Regions from separate parts of the Nomascus leucogenys genome. Here region 2 is linked to region 1. The links are chromatin contacts, called in public Hi-C maps. All regions are on one chromosome and are shown on one strand. The core of a region is the stretch at or near the end of the contact, and the rest is flanking DNA. Distances in the headings are between cores, read along the strand shown. Region 1 has its middle 64 kb from the start of ST3GAL5. Region 2 overlaps POLR1A (DNA-directed RNA polymerase I subunit RPA1).

Evidence for each region. Hi-C and Micro-C count contacts between places; a contact is called where the count stands out from the background.
Region 2: a contact with region 1 is called in a Hi-C map of a lymphoblastoid cell line, with 8 times the contacts expected there. The contact joins two enhancer-like sites. A contact is called at or near these places in 3 of 4 Hi-C or Micro-C datasets (a lymphoblastoid cell line and an unstated tissue).

The regions. Positions count from the first base shown.
Region 1 is chr14:69,789,279-69,792,947 of Asia_NLE_v1, reverse strand. No RefSeq gene overlaps it. Among named protein-coding and RNA genes, the nearest start is that of ST3GAL5, 64 kb to the left of the region's middle. Within about 2 kb of position 1,882, the one cell type or tissue checked has an H3K27ac peak away from gene starts, as active enhancers do. A contact at or near this core is called in a lymphoblastoid cell line, where this site is marked.
Region 2 is chr14:70,041,607-70,045,275 of Asia_NLE_v1, reverse strand. The region is part of intron 12 of POLR1A (DNA-directed RNA polymerase I subunit RPA1); the gene reads left to right. Among named protein-coding and RNA genes, the nearest start is that of POLR1A, 34 kb to the left of the region's middle. Within about 2 kb of position 2,060, the one cell type or tissue checked has an H3K27ac peak away from gene starts, as active enhancers do. A contact at or near this core is called in a lymphoblastoid cell line, where this site is marked.

The DNA of each region.
Region 1 (3,669 bases), core at 633-3,132:
CAAAGACCACAGTCTTGTTCCTGTTTGTCAGAGTCAAAGCTTCCCGCAGAAACAAAGGGCTGACTAATTTTTATTTATTTATTTATTTATTTATTTATTTATTTTGAGATGGAGTCTCGCTCTGTTGCCCAGGCTGGAGTGCAATGGCACCATCTCGGCTCACTGCAAGCTCCACCTCCCAGGTTCAAGTGATTCTCCTGCCTCAGCCTTCCAAGTATCTGGGATTATATGTGCCCACCACCACACCCGGCTAATTTTTGTATTTTTTTAGTAGAGATGGGGTTTCACCATGTTAGCCAGGCTGGTCTTGAACTCCTGACCTCAAGTGATCCACCCATCTTGGCCTCCCAAAATGCTGGGATTACAGGTGTAAGCCACCACGCCCAATCCCTGGACTGCCTTATTTTTATTGTCCAAGTTTGAATACTCCCCCTCAAAAAAGATTTTATATATTTGTAACATTGAAATATGAAATAGAAAGGAGAAAATCTCATTTAGATCATTTTTTATTTCTTTAGCCTTCTGGAAGTCTCTATGTACATAAAGAGATAGGTGACTTCCTTTGTGTAACAAACTTGCATTCATGGAGTCCCTCAGCTGTCCCACCCATGCACTGGGGAAATTCAGGATCAGGACCTCTATTACCACCCACTGATGCAACTTGCTGCAAGAGGGAAGGGAGAGGGAAATGTTTTGAAGAGTTTGTCCTATGGGCCAACAACCCTCGTATCCACAGGAATGGCATGGCTGGGTGCTTGTCACCCCTCGGCTTTATGGGTGCCTCCATGCTGTCATTGACTGGCTCAAGGATCTACTGACCCCAGTTCTGGCTGAGTTCTGACTGGGTTGGAACAAAGGCCCTGCTGAGACCTATCTACTGCAGATGCACCCACACATTTTCCAACACTTGGGACTGAAATCAAACTCGATTGCTTTATTTTCCCACACACTAAAATACCCCCGGTTCTGGAATATGGAAGTGAGAGTGACAGAGTGGGTCCTTCTGTAGGACACTCAGTCCTGGCACTCTGGCTGACCATTCGGGCAGATCATGCTGTTCTGAACACCATTTGTTCAAACTCTGAAACCAGTTGATGCTCTACCCATCATTCCAGACACTCTTGGCTGTATCTTAGTACCCAGCAGGGCTGTCCTCGAAATACTGCCCTGTGGCTCCTGGCGCCAGCTCCTATCCTGCCCCGCCAGCACCGCCACCTTTAGTTCCCATGGCCTGCAGAAAGCCATGGCAGGGCGCAGATGACAGGCTGCGCCTAACATGGATCCTGCTTACTGTTCTGGAGCTTCAGTCTAGAGGGAAAAGATGCTAAACAAGTCACATGACAAAGGCAGTGTCAAAGCAAAGGGGAGGTACACCAGAGGAGCACACCAGGGAAACCAGATAAGTCTAAACTGAGACCAAAATGCTAATTAGGGGGCCGGGAGGAGGGCAAGAGGAGCATTCTAGGCAAAACCAGCAGCTTTCGAGAAGGGTTGTTAAAGCAGGACATGCTTTAACAACCAAATCACAAAGTGAGCGTAGGCTCAGGGTGTGGCTGCGATGAGGGAGATGAATGTGGGGGTAAGGAGCAATTTGGAGCCCCTGAGGGATGTTATGGGGTGGGGGGTGCGGGGAGTGATTCAATTCGGCTTAAACTGAAAATCATGTGGCTGTGAGTGGAAAGAGAATGGGGAGTGGGAAACTGGGAGCAGAGAATCGATGGGAAAGCCAAGGAAGGTGATCTCACCGCAGGCAACACTGAAAAGCGGGTGGTGCTGGGGACCTGGATGGGCTTGGTGGACCTCACATCCTTCCAGGCTGCCTTCTGACTGGGTATTCCGCCAGCCACTTTTCTAGATCCCTTTGGGGTAGGTAAGGGGTGACTGGAGAGAGATACTGGGATAGGAGCCAGGAGTCAAGGAGGCAGCCCCACCTTTGCCACAATGCCCCTGTAATGCTTTCAGGAAGGTCACAGCCCCTCTCAGAGGTTCCATCGGTTGAACAGGGGCTTGACGAGGTCCCCAGCTCATTCGTCGTTAATGAAAAGAAACCACCAGGGCTAAGAGAGGTGGATGTTAGAATGGTCCACCGCGCCACCTGGTGTCATGAGGCCGTGGGCACAGCTCTCTGCGCTGGGCTACCAGGTGACCCCCAGCGGGTCTGGCCCATTCTTCTACAAGGTCCCCCCAGCCACTGGCTCTGGCACCGTCTTCAGCTGCTGGGGCACTTCTCTCCTCCCTGCACAATCTGGATTTTCTCCTCCTTTTCTGACCATTCCTCGGGCTCCCCTCCCCTCTCCCAACATGGTGAAACCCCGTCTCTACTAAAAATACAAACATTAGCTGGTCATGGTGACATATACCTGGAGTCTCAGCTACTTGGGAGGCTGAGGCAGGAGAATCGCTTGAACCCGGGAGGCGGAGGTTGGAGTGAGCTGAGATCATGCCACTGCACTCCAGCCTGGCGACAGAGTGAGACTCTGTCTCAAAAAAAAAAAAAAGTCAAATGATAAAAAAATGTTGAAAAAATCTGGAGAAACTGGAACCCTTGTATATTGCTGGTGGGGATGTACAATGGTGTAGCCACTTTGAAAAACAGTCTGGAAGTTCCTCAAATGGTTATAAAGTTACCACGTGACTCAATTCCACTCCTAGGCATATGCCCAAGAGAAATGAAAACACATTTCTTCATGTACAAAAACTTGTACATGAATGTTCATGGTGACATTATTCCTAACAGCCAAAAACATGGAAACCAACCCAAATGTCCACCAACTGATGAACAGATAAATAAAATGTAGTATATCCATACAACGGAATGTGATTTGGCCATAAAAAGAATGAGGAACTGATATCACATGGATGTACCTTGACAGCGTTACACAAAGTGAAAGAAGGGTCGTATATTGCATGATTCCATTTATATGAAATGTCTAGGATAGGCAAATCTATGGATACAAAAAAGAGATTAATGGTTGCCTAGGCCTGGGGGAGATAGAGGAATTAGGGTGATAGCTAACGGGTGCTGGGGTATTTTGAGTAAATGAAGAAGTTCTATAATTAATTGTAGTGATGAATGCACAGCTCTGTGAATACACTAAAATCCATTGAATTGTACCCTTTAGATGGATGCACTCTCTGGGATGTGAATTATATCTTAATAAAGCTATTTTAAAATGTTGTTCAAGTTTTCTTCATCCTTCTGAAGACACTAAAGCTCTTGGCTCTGTGGCCTCCGCAAAACCCATGACATCTCTTTGTGGTCATTTGGGTGCTGCGGGTCAGGAATCAGTGATGTTCAACCTCTTTTGCTGGAGCCAACCTCCAGTTCCAGCTGAAGCCAACCTCCAGTTCCAGCTGAAGCCAACTTCCCTGACACGCACCCCACCTCACCCCACCCAGCATGGATCCAGCTGTCCTTTCTGCTGCTTGACCAGGCTCCACTTCCAACAAGCATCTTGGAACCTCAAAGATTACACACAGGCAATCCTCAGCTGCCACCGCACAACACATCACAACTGCCAGGGAAGACATTGGAAATGTCCTCCAATCTGGTCAGCTGCTGCTGCTCACTCTGAGGCTGGATGGACACTCCCCTGCAGACTCAAGGAAGTGCAAAAGTCAGTGAAGGGGACATCATCTCCTCGATCCAAAGAAGGGCTCCATGCAGCT
Region 2 (3,669 bases), core at 811-3,310, 250 kb before region 1:
AAGGGAGTGCTCTGTGCCAGTGATAACCAACAAATGACAGGTTATAACTAATGTTTCCATTTTGGGCAATTGCTAATGCCAGCCCATAGTGCTGTGGTAGGGAATCCTGAGGCTCTATCGAGTTCCACTGGAAGGAGCACATGATCGATTAACAATGTTGCTGAGTGCATGAAATCAGCAGGTGACAGCTCTGTGGCTCTGTCACATGATAGCCATTCCTGCTGGGAGGGGAGTAGCAGATGACCCCTAACTAGGCAACAGTGGCAGCAGTTGTTGGAGGGAAATGGATTCAACTTGGATGTAACCCACACGTGACTACCGGAGTCAACATGTGACTTCCTGGATTTTCCTCACCCACCTGCACAGCAGGCAGGCCTCTCCTTGCCCTCTGCCCACCCATACCCATGGCTGACCTGCCCTTCTTTAACACTGAGTTCAGCTCTGCAAAGTTGCATCAGCCTTGAAGGAAGTTTGGGGGAACCGAGAGGAAAAGGAAATGCTCCTGGCCTTGTGGTGGTGCCCATCACTGCTCATCACAGGCCGTCTTGCTTCCTCTCGTTCTCACCGCCGTCCTGAGGGACAGCAGTAATACACCGCCTGTGTTACTGTATTCTCCTTTGGTGACAGGGCACATGCAAACATAGATCAAGTCACCTCTTTTGTTCTTCTCTAGTGCACAAAGTAAGGTTTGTATTGAGGTTCATAGAATCGATCTGCCTTTCCTAAGTGCCTGGTGTTTTGCTAGGCACTGTGTGAGCAATGCAAAAGAAGCAAGGTGTGTTTCACTTCACTTACATTGAACTCAGGTCAAACATGTGAAACAGACTCACAGTAGGAAAGGAGAGAGAGAGACTAGGAGAAGGGGTGAGGGATGAGGCAGTACTGACGCCCCCTGCATGCTAGCACTTTGCAGTCCCTGCGGACGGATCCTCGCCACCCTGGAGTTGACAGCATGGTGGGGGAACCACTAGGAAGTGAGCATATAAATGTATTGCTGTTGCGGAGGCGTGTGGTAGACACCATAGGGAACAGCAGTGACGGACGGTGACTTTAAGCACATAATGCCCAAGAAGAAACAAGTTTGAGGGGAATGTGCAGGGCAAGTGGGCAGGGAGAGTTTGGGGTCATCAGGAAGCAACTGTGAGCCAGGTGCTGGGGCCAGCCTCAGGGCTAAAGAGGGGACTAAAGGCAGCGAACTCTTGCTGCTCTGTCAGGCCTTAGCAAGCCCTCATTCCTCTGGGGTCAGATAGTAAATATTTCTGTGGTCCTGGGCCATGCAGGCTCTGCTGTAGCTGCTCGGCTCTGCCGCCTAATACCAAAGCAGCCACAGGTAGTACACAAACAAATAGGCATGGCTGTGTTCCAATAAAACTTTATTTATAGAACCAGGTGGCCAGCCTGAGGACTGTAGTCTGCTACCCTCAAAACCTGTGATTTTTTTTTTCTTTTTTTTTTTTTTTTTTTTTTTTTGAGACAAGGTCTCACTCTGTCTCCCAGGCTAAAGTGCAGTGCTACAATCACAGCTTACTTCAGCCGCCACCTCCTGGGCTCAGGTGATCCTCTGACTCAGCCTCCTGAGTAGCTGGGACCACAAGTGTGGCTAGTTTGTGTATTTTCTGTAGACATGGGGTTTCACCATGTTGCCAAGGCTGGTTTCCAACTCCTAGGCTCAAGAGATCTGCCCTCCTCAGCCTCCCGAAGTTCTGGGATTACAGGCATGAGCCACTGCTCCTGGCCTGTAATTTCTGAAGACTTTGGTTAATGTGTTGCATATGGGTCAGGGCAAGGCTGAAGGGGCTGTGTGAGGTTGATTGGGAAGGAAACACTGAGGTCTCGTCCGAGGAGGAACCACAGGCTAGGTGAGGAGAGGAAAGGCCAAAAGGACTCATTTCCCCTGTGAAGTATGAAAGCTCTGCCCCATCCCCTGGGCCTTGTAAATAAAAGAGGGAATGGCCCAGAGAGCCAAGGCTCATTGCCCTGCTCAGCATCCTGCCAGAAGCAGGCCTTTGGCTCCAAGCCTGCCTCTGAAAATTCTGACCCTGGGGCACTGGGGCACGCTAATTTTCACTGCAGTATTTATTTAGAGACAAGAGGAAGGAAGGGCCTCGGGTTTGGGTTGGCAAGGGGAATACCCTATGCTCCAGGGCTTCTGTTTGGATTGGCCAGTGCCTACCAGACTGGCCTGTGTACCTTCCCAGCTGTGGCGAGTTTGCTTACGCTGGAGGATGTCTCAAATTTTCAAGACTCAAATCCTAGGCCCAGCCTGGCTTTTTGGGCTTGGGCCACAGGTCTAGGCAGTTTCTCCCTTGAGAGGCTAAAGAAAGAAGACCTCAGCTTATATGACGCAGTCAGACAGCGGCCAGCGCCCTGGGCAGATGCTCATGGGAACCCTCAGAGTTTAGGTCTCCTTGGAAACATGGGACTTGGCAATGGGGAGGGGAAGGTTTGAATTCCTTCAGGAGCAAAAAGACGGACTCCATGCTAGGTACTTTTAGGATTGCTTTGTAGCACTTGAGGGTTTTGCTCCCTGCTTCTCTGAGCTAGAGAGAGAGAACTTTTAACCTCACTGAACAGGAATCAGGGAGAGAGTTTTGGGGAGTATCTCTTAATTACTTCTAGCCTCTCTCTTTAATGAACTTTCTAACGCAGTTTCATAAATGTGGGCAACATAAGAAGAAACTAGACTTCCAATAATTTATTGTTTTCTCCTACCTGCTATCTGTTGTGATTTAGAGGAGATTTGGGGTGGCAGAGATTTCACCAAGTCTTCATAATTCCTTTGTACTAGAGGAGCCCTTCAGAATGCATGGGGTGGCAGTTACCTTCATGCATTTGTCTTTTAAGGTGTCACTTGATGTTCCGTGTTTAGGAGGCCCAGTAGTTAATATAATTAAAGATAAGGATGGTAAGGGTCTTAATAGGTGGTACGGGAGAGTCAGCTTTGTGAGAGAGATGTCTGTCAGAAGGACATGACCAGCCAGATATTTATAAGGGGGGAAAAGTATGAGCAGTGGTCATCTTAGAGGGGTACAATTACTTGTGATTTTTAAATTCTTATCTTTAAAATTGTCTGTATTTTCTGTTTTCCCTCTCACAGTGAGCATAGCACTTGTTCAATATTACTTTCTTTAAAAATAAGTGAAGATCTTTTTTAAAATTTACAGAAGCATCACATATTCATTATAGGAAGAACAATGCTAAGATGTAGGAAAGTAGTTGAGTGTGGTGACTCATGCCTGTAATTCCAGCACTTTGGGAGGCCAAGGCGGGAAGATCGTTTGAGGCTAGGAGGTTGAAGCTGCAGTGAGCCATGATTGTACCACTATACTCCAGCCTGGCAACAGAGAGAGACACTGTCTCAGAAAAATGTACAGCCTAGTGAGGATCCAACCACCCCTTTCCCATAGACACACACACACACACACACACACACACACACACACACAGACACGCAGAAGCTGGGTTGGTTTTTAAATTTTTTTTTTCATCATGTCACATGCCACCTGGGTTTTTTTTTCTTTGCTGTAATAGATTATTGCCATCACTTCAGGCCTTCTATACATTTACCTTATCCTTGTTCATCACTGCATAATATTCCATAGTGTGGATATACTATTGCCCCTTCTATGGGGCAGTCAGGTTATTTCTAGTTCTTGCCTCTAAATGCTG